Linked DNA regions of Zea mays: region 1 is linked to region 2. Evidence: chromatin contacts called from public Hi-C data. All regions are on one chromosome and are shown on one strand. The core of a region is the stretch at or near the end of the contact, and the rest is flanking DNA. Distances in the headings are between cores, read along the strand shown. Region 1 holds the start of LOC103643664 (Transcription factor jumonji (jmjC) domain-containing protein). Region 2 holds the start of LOC100279282.

Evidence for each region. A called contact is a pair of places that touch in the nucleus more often than the background predicts.
Region 1: a contact with region 2 is called in a Hi-C map of ear, with 1.9 times the contacts expected there. The contact joins the promoter of LOC103643664 here to the promoter of LOC100279282 in region 2. A contact is called at or near these places in 3 of 25 Hi-C or Micro-C datasets (ear, leaf and tassel).

Annotation. Positions count from the first base shown.
Region 1 is chr1:254,497,470-254,502,730 of Zm-B73-REFERENCE-NAM-5.0, forward strand. It overlaps LOC103643664 (Transcription factor jumonji (jmjC) domain-containing protein), which reads left to right and starts at 3,260. Exons shown (of 15, transcript XM_035964302.1): 1 at 3,260-3,775. The coding sequence starts at 3,368.
Region 2 is chr1:254,317,699-254,323,236 of Zm-B73-REFERENCE-NAM-5.0, forward strand. It overlaps LOC100279282, which reads right to left and starts at 2,006. Exons shown (of 3, transcript NM_001152303.1): 1 at 1,559-2,006; 2 at 805-1,382. The coding sequence starts at 1,271. It also overlaps the pseudogene LOC118476155.

The DNA of each region.
Region 1 (5,261 bases), core at 2,010-4,509, 180 kb after region 2:
TCGCCGTCGCTCCGCGCATCTCTCCATCTTTTGGGGGAGAGTCAAAAGCAAAAGGACTCCGCCCTTGGTATAATCTTCACTCATTTATTTCTGACCAAAGGGGGAGAGAATAATTCTAAGGGCTCTAATGATTCCGTTTTTGGCGATTCATGCCAAAGGGGGAGAGAGTATGAGCCCAAAGCAAAAGGACCGCACCACCACCTATTTTAAAATTGGAGATTTTCAATTGGTAAATTTCAAATTGGTATCTTATTGTGTTAAAAAGGGGGAGAAAGTAGTATTTCAAAAATGATATATCAAAACCCTCTTGAACACTAAGAGGAGGATCTCATTTAGGGGGAGTTTTGTTTAGTCAAAGGAAAAGCATTTGAAACAGGGGGAGAAAATTTCAAATCTTGAAAATGCTTCGTAAAAATCTTATTCATTTACCTTTGACTATTTGCAAAAGAACTTTGAAAAGGATTTACAAAAGAATTTGCTAAAACAAAATCTGTGATGCAAGCGTGGTCCAAAATATTAAAAATGAAGAAACAATCCATGCACATCTTGTAAGTATTTATATTGGCTCAATTCCAAGCAATCTTTGCACTTACATTATGCAAACTAGTTCAATTATGCACTTGTATATTTGCTTTGGTTTGTGTTGGCATCAATCACCAAAAAGAGGGAGATTGAAAGGGAATTAGACTTACACCTAGTTCCTAAATAATTTTGGTGGTTGAATTGCCCAACACAAATAATTGGACTAACTAGTTTGCTCTAGTGTATAAGTTTTACAGGTGCCAAAGGTTCACAACAAGCCAATTAAAAAGACCAATATTGGGTTCAAAATAGAGAGCTAAAGGCATCCCGAAAGGCTCACTGGTCTGGCGCACCGGACAGTGTCCGGTGCACCAGGGGACCTCGCGCTGAACTCCTCAGCCTCGAGAATTTTTAGAGCCGGCACGCTATAATTCACCGGACTGTCCGGTGTACACCGGACAGTGTCCGGTGCTCCAAGAGGACGCGGCTCTAGAACTTGGCAGCCTCGGGAATTCGCAACCGCTGCTCCGCTATAATTCACCGGACATGTCCGGTGTACACTGGACTGTCCGGTGTACACTGGACTGTCCAGTGTGACATCGAAGCAACGGCTACTTCGCGCCAACGGTCGCCTGCAACAGCAATTAATACGCGCCAGTACTCGCAGACGTCAGACACGCCCATACTGGCGCACCGGACACTCTACAGTACATGTCCGGTGCGCCACCGGACATCCAGGCAGGCCCAGAAGTCAGAGCTCCAACGGTCGGAACCCAACGGCTTTGGTGACGTGGCTGGCGCACCGGACTGTCCGGTGCACCATACGACAGTCAGCCCCACCAAACGGCTAGTTTGGTGGTTGGGGCTATAAATACCCCCAACCACCCACCATTCATTGCATCCAAGTTTTCCACTTTTCAACCACTTACAAGAGCTAGACATTCAATTCTAGACACACCAAAGAGATCAAATCCTCTCCAATTCCACTCAAGGCTTTAGTGATTAGCGAGAGAGATTTGTCGTGTTCTTTTGAGCTCTTGCGCTTGGATTGCTTCTTTTCTTTCTCACTTATTCTTGTGATCAAAACTCCATTGTAATCAAGGCAAGAGGCACCAATTGTGTGGTGGCCCTTGCGGGAAAGTTTTGTTCCCGGTTTTGATTTGAGAAGAGAAGCTCGCTCGGTCCGAGGGACCGTTTGAGAGAGGGTAAGGGTTGAAAGAAACCCGGCCTTTGTGGCCTCCTCAACGGGGAGTAGTTTTGCGAGAATCGAACCTCGGTAAAACAAATCCGCGTGTCACACTCTTCATTTGCTTGCGATTTGTTTTGCGCCCTCTCTCTCGGACTCGTTATTATTTCTAACGCTAACCCGGCTTGTAGTTGTGATTAATTTTGTAAATTTCAGTTTCGCCCTATTCACCCCCCTCTAGGCAACTATCACATTGTATATAGCGTTTTTGTGCTCCTGCTGCATGATAGCGTACAGGTGATAAAGTATCCGAGTGCAAACAACCTAAGGAGAGGGAGGCGTGAAGAAGCAACCATTGAAGACAATAGGCTGAGGGCATGTTTAAAAGTAAAATAATTTTTTTTAGTTTATAAAGAACACCATGTTTTTCAGTAAACCATAGTATTTTTATGCTATAAGGGGTGTTTGAGAACAAAGTTTTTCTATAGTATTGAAGCAATACTTAAGTATTGAGCAATAATATAGTATTATATACTTTGAGGTATTTGAGAATTCATCTAAAATATCTATATATACTAAACTGTAATATTGTTAATACTGCATTTGCTTTAGAGTTTTGGAAACTTTGGTCTCAACTCTCAACCAATGTTTTTCTCCGTAAAGAGAGCGTCGACACTTGGTCCCGCTCTGCTCGATTGGTATCAACCAATGTTTTTCCCAAACACCTTGAAGTATTGGATGCTGTAGTATTCGAAAACAGAAGTATTGTAAACTGCAGTAGTATCATGACTAAAGTATATTACAACATATGAAAAAAGTGTTCCCAAACAGGGCCTAAAGTGTTTGGTTGTATTATTGAAAACTTTGTTTTTTAAAACCACAATATTATAGATACCATAGTATTTTTGAAGTACTAGAAACTTATGGCTAGCTTTTACTTAATACTATGCTTTATAATGTTGTATCTAAAAAATGTTTCCTTAAAATTACAGTATTTTTAGAGCTGATCAAAACTAGGATATTATTATGAAAATTACAAAATATAGTATTGTATTGTAAAATCATGATTTCGAGAAATATTGGGCGTGTTTGCGACGCGTATCTGGCCGGCTCAGCCCGCTCATGTGGTCCAGGCTGAAGTTAGCCGATCTCAACTGCTACAACATATCTTGTTTGTGCACTTGTACCAAATAAGCCTGACTCAAGTGAGCCGATGTTTGCTACACGTAGGCAGCCATGTTAAGAGCCACTTTTGTTTCTTGGGAGCAGCCACGAGCAGCTGGTTCGGGCCACGAGCAGCTAGTTTGCGACACGAGCAACCGAGCTCAAAAAAACGGAGCCTGCCTTCGTTTCCTAGGAGCCAGACTAAAGAGTCACTTTTACACGTGCAGAACCAAGCTTCAAAGCAAGTTAGGCCACACAAACACATGCGTTGCATCCGCGAGCACAGCCAGACCATCGGACCAAGGTCGCAAACGTGCCTATTGTATCCAAACATGAATGATGAAGGCGCACATCTATAGGCTGGAAACGCAAACCACGGCGCGGCGCACGCAGGATTCGTCTCCGCGCTCTTTTTTCCCTTTTCCCGGTTCCCTCCACTGGCCGTCTCCCCCAACCTCAAAATTCGAAAGCTGGGGCGCCCTGCGGCCGCACAGGATGCTCCTGTCACCGCACGGACGGCTAGGATCTCACCGAGACGCCTCGGTCGCCGTGCCCGCGCCCAAACCGGTTAGGAAGGAAATAAAATGGAAGACGTCCTCGTCTCCATCGCCGGTTGTGTCTCCTCCTATCCATTTCTCCAGTCGTTTCTCTCCCCTCGCGCTGCCCATGGCCATCCCGGAGGACCTAGAGGGGACCTCGGGCGATGGCGGGGTGACGAATCGCGGGAGTAGAGGGCGGCGAAAAGGCGCGGCGAAGGGGCGCGGGAGGGGCAGGCCGCGGAGCGCCGACAGATCCTTTCCGCCGCCGGCGATGGCTGGGGTGGCGGTCGGGGACAGGGTGCTCAGGGAGAGGAGGCACACGACCAACGTTTTCTGCGAGCGCGACACGGATGTTGACGATGAGGTGCTGGGATAGCTCTGTACCTTTTTTTTTCTTCTCAGTCTCCTCATTTTTTTTTGTTTCCATAGGGGATTTGCAACGTGTTTTGCTCTCTCTCTCTCTCTCTCCCTCTCGCTGTCTTTGTGTTTCCAGTTTCCCCGTTTTTTTTCAGGAGTACGAAAAATGCGTAAAATTAGTCTTCCTATCGTTCTCGCATGATATCCTTTCACATGAATTGCTACTGTACATATGCACATATAGAACTCTGGCCTTTAAAATCGGTTCTAACGGTGTTTGATACCAGGGCAGAACGAAACAGCCAGATATAGAAATGTTTTATTTAAAACAATCGTGCACTGAGGTCTGAGGATGGTATATGTGCATCAGTACTTACTTTATATGCACAGTCAGTGGTGGCCCTGAGGGGGTCCAATTCTAGTCATGTGATCCAATAGTCTATCAACAAAATAATGAATATCTAAATGTGTTACAACAAAATTTCAAGATGATACTATAATATATATCCTTTTATTTACTTATTATTTGATATAAATATTTTTAGATGTATTTTGAGTGTTTAATTAGTAACATTTATATATTAAAAATAATTTGAAGGGCCTATGTTTAAAACCTCTTCTCGGGCCCCTAAAATATTAGGACCGCCACGGTGCACAGTATATGGTCCTTATCATTTCATAGTATTTACTGTTTCTTAGACGAATGATTAGCGCATTAAATACTGTTTTTTTTTCTTTAAATAAACTAAAAGACAATCCATACTTAAAGTGTGTTTGTTTCTCTCCTAGATTATGTAAGTTAGCTTATGGTGGAAGTATATCAGCATGAAATATTATTTTGGGATGACAAATAAGCAATACTAACTTATTTTAGCTTATTTGTGGTCTTAAAGTTATATTTTACCTTCCTATCCTTTTACCACAATCTAACTTATATAATTTTGGAGGAAAACAAACGTTGCCTTATATAAGATAAGAAACCAAGTATTGTTCAGTCACTCGAGGGATACCTTTTGACAATTCTTTGCTCTACTACGATTTATAGTAAAGGAAAGGCTTCTAACTTTGGCAGATTTATCTTGCCCCCCCATACCCCCCACTCACCCACCCCAAAAAACAGTATCAGGAATTTCTCTTATTCCTTTTTTACAGCGTATTTATGTTGCTTATACAGTGTCTTGTGTCTCATTCTCTGAAATACATTTAGTTGCCATTGTATTGGATATTGATTTAATTCTTGTCGGCTGTGTTCTTTTAATGTAGTGGGCTAATTTCTATGCGGAAAGGTTTTGTTCTCAAATTTGGCCCTGTATAAATCAAAACCTCAATGCCCTTAGTAAATTTGTTTTTGACCTTGTTTACTTGCAACTACCACTTGTGCAGCGATTATCCATTCGTGTAATTTACTCCTCTCTTGTATGTTCCTTTTTGTTTCTGCCATTTGTTATATATAGAAAATAAAGAAAATTTTGTGCTACCTTGCTGTAACAACT
Region 2 (5,538 bases), core at 756-3,255:
TTTTCATCTACTAGAACTACATTGTCAGCGAAAAGCATACACCAAGAGATATCTCCTTGTATATCCCTCGTGATCTCATCTATCACTAAGGCAAATAGATAAGGGCTCAAAGCTGAACCTTGATGTAGTCCTATGTTTTTGGCAAGGTGGTTGTCAGGGCTGTAGATGTTGTTCTCTTCCTTAGTTCATTATAATTACACAGCACTGTTGCTTTTACACAGGAATATACATTGCCATTGCTCGTTGTCAAACGAGCCATACCTGTGAGAAGTTTGTATAACAAGGAAAACATTGGTCCTCAACCCTGCTGAAAATACTTGCTTCCTTTGACACAGAATTATGTATTTTAGTGCTCTTTATTTATGCTTGACTAGATATCGATATGTAAGATGATGCTCATGTATTTCAATGCATCTAAAAATAGCATGTTGCTAACATATTAGGTGGACTGTGTATTTGGTAATCTCAAACCACCATGTTAACATGTTGATTTTTTCTCCAATTGCAACACACGGGCAAAGATCTAGTTGACTACTAAGATGCATTTCATTTTCCATGTGTGCATTATGTGGGACTCCACTGGAAATGATTTTGCATATGATAACAAGGTGGATCTTCATACTTGGTATGAACACGTCAAACTATAAAAAGCAGGCACATCTATTGGCCTGGTGGTGCTCATTAGATGCTCGAATTTGACATTAAGGGAAAAAATAAAGTCTAAAGAAATATAAGCCTTACTAACCATGAGATACATAAGAACATTGAATAGAATTGAAAGTGATCAGACATGAGGATTCTAACCTTCCATTCCTGTGTGGAACAACGGCAGCATGCTGACGCGATACAGACTGATGGTCCAACACAAAGTCACAAGCAGGAACCTGCCTCCCGAATAGATGCCTCCTGTTGTCCAGATTGATCCTGTCAATGACCTCCCCATCTTTCACCACGTCAAGATAGTAGATCCCCGGGCGTGGCTCAATCGCCCAGTCTGGAGGTTGCCACGTCGATTGCCCTCCACCGGCCTGTGTCCCAACATGCCCTGGGGCAACACCATCTTGCCCAGCCACCCTTGTGTTGGTACCTTGCAGACTTTGGTTATTCTGACCCAGCACAAAATTAGAATTCTGTGGCAGTGTCAACGGAGCCGGTGGTGCTTTAGCTGTTCCTGCAGCTGCAGGTGCCTTCTTGGTGCCTGACTCAGACTTGACTGAGAAGGGCTCCAATGTCTGTGCCTTCTTGAAGCGGTCAAGGCCCCCACGGTACATCTCCCCACACCTCTCTAATCCACCAGCTCTTTGGTTCCCGTCTTTACCTCCAAATCCAGCTGATTTGCACTTGTGTACTTAAATTTTGCAGACAAGCAAAGGATATCGGTCCTACGGTTGATCAAATTAATTAAATCAGAAACAGCGATGGAAAGAATTTGCAACCAAACTTATGTGCCGTTTGGTTTGGACAACGGGGTATGATCATATGAGGGGTGGGATATGGAAATGCGGAGGGATGGAAAGCTCATCCGCTGCTAGGGTCATGGGGAGGGAGGGATTCGGACCTCTTATCCCACCGATTCTATCCCGTCAGGCGGGGTGGGTTGTGTCGAGATAAGAGCTCTGCAGGCCGCTGCAGATTACTGCCCTCCTGCACGCTCAGCCTTTCGGTGACCTCTGCCCGGAGACGAGCTCGCCTTCCACACCGCGCCGCCGGAGTTGCCAGCACCTCGCCCCCGCGCGTCAGGCCATCGGAGCCCGCGTTCCTTCCACGCGTGGAAGCACCGGGGCCGCGCTACTCGCACGGTGCCGCACGAACTAGAACTCGGATCTGTCGCCTCCCACTCGGTGAGGGAGGGGCATGACTGGGAGGAGGACGAGGGAGATGACGCAGGGCCACCGAAGGCACGGGTGAAGTCAGAGGAGGGCGCGGCGCAGAGACTCTGGAAGCGCCGCCGGCGCGCGTCGGACGCTCACCTCCGTCTGTGACTCTGGTAACGCGGATTGTTGCTGGGAGCCTGAGCCTTGGCCTAAGGTCGAAAGAGTTCAGCAAATTTTGTTAAGAGCTCGAAGAATGACTTATTTTGAATTATGGGCTTTAACTCATAAAAGCTCTATTTTATAATGTTTATAGGAAAACTATATACACACACCATAAAGTGATCTAAATATACTACACTCTAAATTAGTGCTCTATTCTTATTTTCTATATCATCCTTAGTATTTTCTTTCCTAATAATATAATTCATTACCTAAAATACATTATTTAGAGCTTGATTGTTGGAGCACAATTTGTTTTTAATACCTTAAACACTTTAAATGATGTAATATTTTAATTTTTATAGCGCTATTTTAAGTCATCTTATTGAAAATACTATAACGGACCCTTTACATGTGGTATTTGATGATATGCACCATCAGTTCTAGATATTTACGGGATTCAGTTGGAAGCTTCTCCTATTGTCCACCGACCAGGCCACTGTCTAGGACCCCCCCACACACACACACACCCCTACCTGGATCTGGTGCCTATCGTGCGGGTCTCTCGGCCTTCGTCGACCTCCAGCCCTAGGCTGAGCACGAGGCGGTGAACTGCCGGACTCGACATAGGCGAACTGTTGGTCGAGCGAATGCGTGGGGTTCCCCGATCGATAAAGAAGACACATTATTATCTTTTCAAGGATGGGCAAGTCTTCTTGATCCACAAGAGTTGACTTTCTTTCCTCTAGCTTCTCCATTAACTTAATAATTATATTATAGCCATTCAAACCAAATTCACTTATCATTTTGTTTTTCATACTATGCTCATCATCACTACCAACAAAATTACTTGCATTAAATAAATGTACCTCATACCTTTTTGCCATGAGACAAGTAGGAGTCTCAAAGTCATCGGCGAGGTTGGTGAAGAGCCACGGTGTTGATGTAGATCGTTGAATGGCAATGCTTGCCACTCCCTCTTCATCTAAGCTTGAGCTTTCTTCACCAGAATCCCATTCTTCACCAATGTGTGCTTGGCCATATTTCTTCTTCTTGTAGTGGCCCTTGCTCTTCTCACCTTTGTTGTACTTATCTTTCTTGTACTCCATCTGGCCTTCTTGATCTTTCTTATTTGGACAGTCTACTATGATGTGGACAATCTTGCCACACTGATAACAAGCTCTTTTTTTACCTTTCCTTTGAAACTTGATGCTTCCTTTGACAAACCTGAAAGGGAAATGTGCCCTTGGGTCATTTCTATAATTGTTTTGGTGATTAGATGTCCAACACATTGTTTTAAGTTTATAAGTGCCAAGATGTAAATCATGGAACAAGGTATGTTTCTAGACTTAGTGTTGGGGGCCTTCGGCTTACGAAGGTCCTCAAAAACAGGATTTAACAATATTTCTGGAAGTATAATGTGTGAGCAGGTGCCTTCGGACTCAAGTCGGTATCGCGGCAGGAGAAGACCAGGATAATACGAAGGTCGATACAGCGCCGAAGATTTGAACAGGAAAGCTTCGGCGTGGCAGCAGAAAATGAAACCGACTTAAAGATGAAAAGGCTATTCAGACCTCGATAGACTACTATAGAATTATTATCAAATGTAAAGGGCATGAATGTAATTTTTGTATAGGCTGTGTCCCGTGCCTATAAATAGGTGAACAATACCCCCGTACTGAGGGGGCTGATTTGGCATTCGCTTTTGCGTCACGCTTGTACTTTCATCTCCTTCAAGTTGAAGGTACAATTGTAATCCAACGTTATTTCTGTTTACACATGATAATAATATATAATTGTTTATGTTGCTCATTATATTCCTTACAATTCATCCTTCATCATTATATAATGTATTTATGAAGGTACGCCCTTCATAACCTTCGTCCGAAAACCATTATATCCTAAGGGGAATAATGCTTCGAAGGACGAAGGGCTTTACCGATTAACATTTTCTATGTTGCCTTGTTCTTGACTCATAGCATTTGAGAACAAGTCCTCAACATTGGCGCCCACCTCCGGTGAACTCGCTTCCACACTCTGAGTTTTTTGAACACCTTCGGCGATCATAAACCTTCGTTATGGCGCCGAAGAAAGCTTCAGCAACTGGCACTGCAGCTCTCCAACCGCTGGACCACAATCAGGAGACTGTCTCTCTTCGGGAGGCCCGAAGCCAGAAAAGGAAGGCTGTCAGCCCGACACCACCAGAAGACGAGATAGATCAAGAAATCAGAGACATGGAGATGCTCCATCAACAGGTGCAGAGGAAGAAAGAAAAGATGGCCAGGTTAGCTGAACTGCAAAGGCAGATAGACGAAGCCTCTGAAGAAGTTCGTCATCTTGCTCAGGATGAGCAGCACCGAAGGCCTCAGCACCAAGACCTTCATCAGGAGGGTTTCCTCAATGAAGATGACTGGTATGATAATTTCCATCATGGGAATTTTGTTTTCGATGATGCTTCTCCTCTGTCCGCTGAGCTGCAGGCTACACCTTGGCCCCCGTCCTACAAACCGCCTCAGCTTCCCGTATTCGATGGCCACTCAGACCCGAAGCAGTTTTTGATGAGCTACGAAGCAACAGTGTCTTCGTATGGTGGCAATGCTGCAGTCATGGCCAAATCTTTTGTTATGGCTGTCAGGAGTGTTGCTCAAACCTGGTATTCCTCCCTTCGACCAGGAACGATCACTTCATGGCAGAAGCTGAAGGACTTGCTGTTAACTAGCTTCCAAGGGTTTCAGACGAAGCCGGTCACTGCTCAAGCTTTATTCCAGTGCACCCAGGATCACGAAGAATACCTTCAGGCGTACGTCCGAAGGTTCTTGCGGTTGAGGGCACAGGCACCAACGGTGCCCAATGAAATTGTCATTGAGGCCATGATCAAGGGGCTTCGGCCAGGACCGTCAGCTCAGTACTTCGCTAGGAAGCCCCCTCAAACTTTGGAGAAGCTGCTTCAGAAGATGGACGAGTACATTCGGGCCGATAATGATTTTCGCCAAAGAAGGGAGGAGGCTTTCAGGTTTTCTGAAATGACCAGGGGCTTCGGAGGAAGGTTCTATCCAAGGCATGTTAGATCAATTCACAACTCTACCCAAAATGATGATCGAGGAAGCCAACAGCAAAGGCCACAGTGCTCCTCACAGGCTTCGGGGCAACAGCAAGGCCCCTTCCGACCACCAGCCCCAAGAGGTAGAGGCGCCAGGGGCTTCGGCGGAAGATTCAGAGATCAACCAAGAAGAATCTTTTGCTTGTTTTGCGGTGAGAACAAAGGCCATACCACCAGGATGTGCCATGTTACCATCCAGAAGCAAAAGGAAATAGCTGAAGCCGCAGTACAGCAAGCTCAGCCGAAGCAGGTCATGCATACTGCTTCGTATCATTCACCTTACATCCCAGAATATGTGGGCAACCACCCTGCAGTTTCTGTTGCTTCGGCGAGTCAACCTCAAGCTTCCTGGCAACAGCCTCCGCCTCCACCTCCGCTACAACAAGGCCAGCAGCCAGAAGGGAGCCAGTATGCTCCACATCAAAGGGACTTCAGAGAGCAGTCCGAAGCTCGTACAGTAAACAG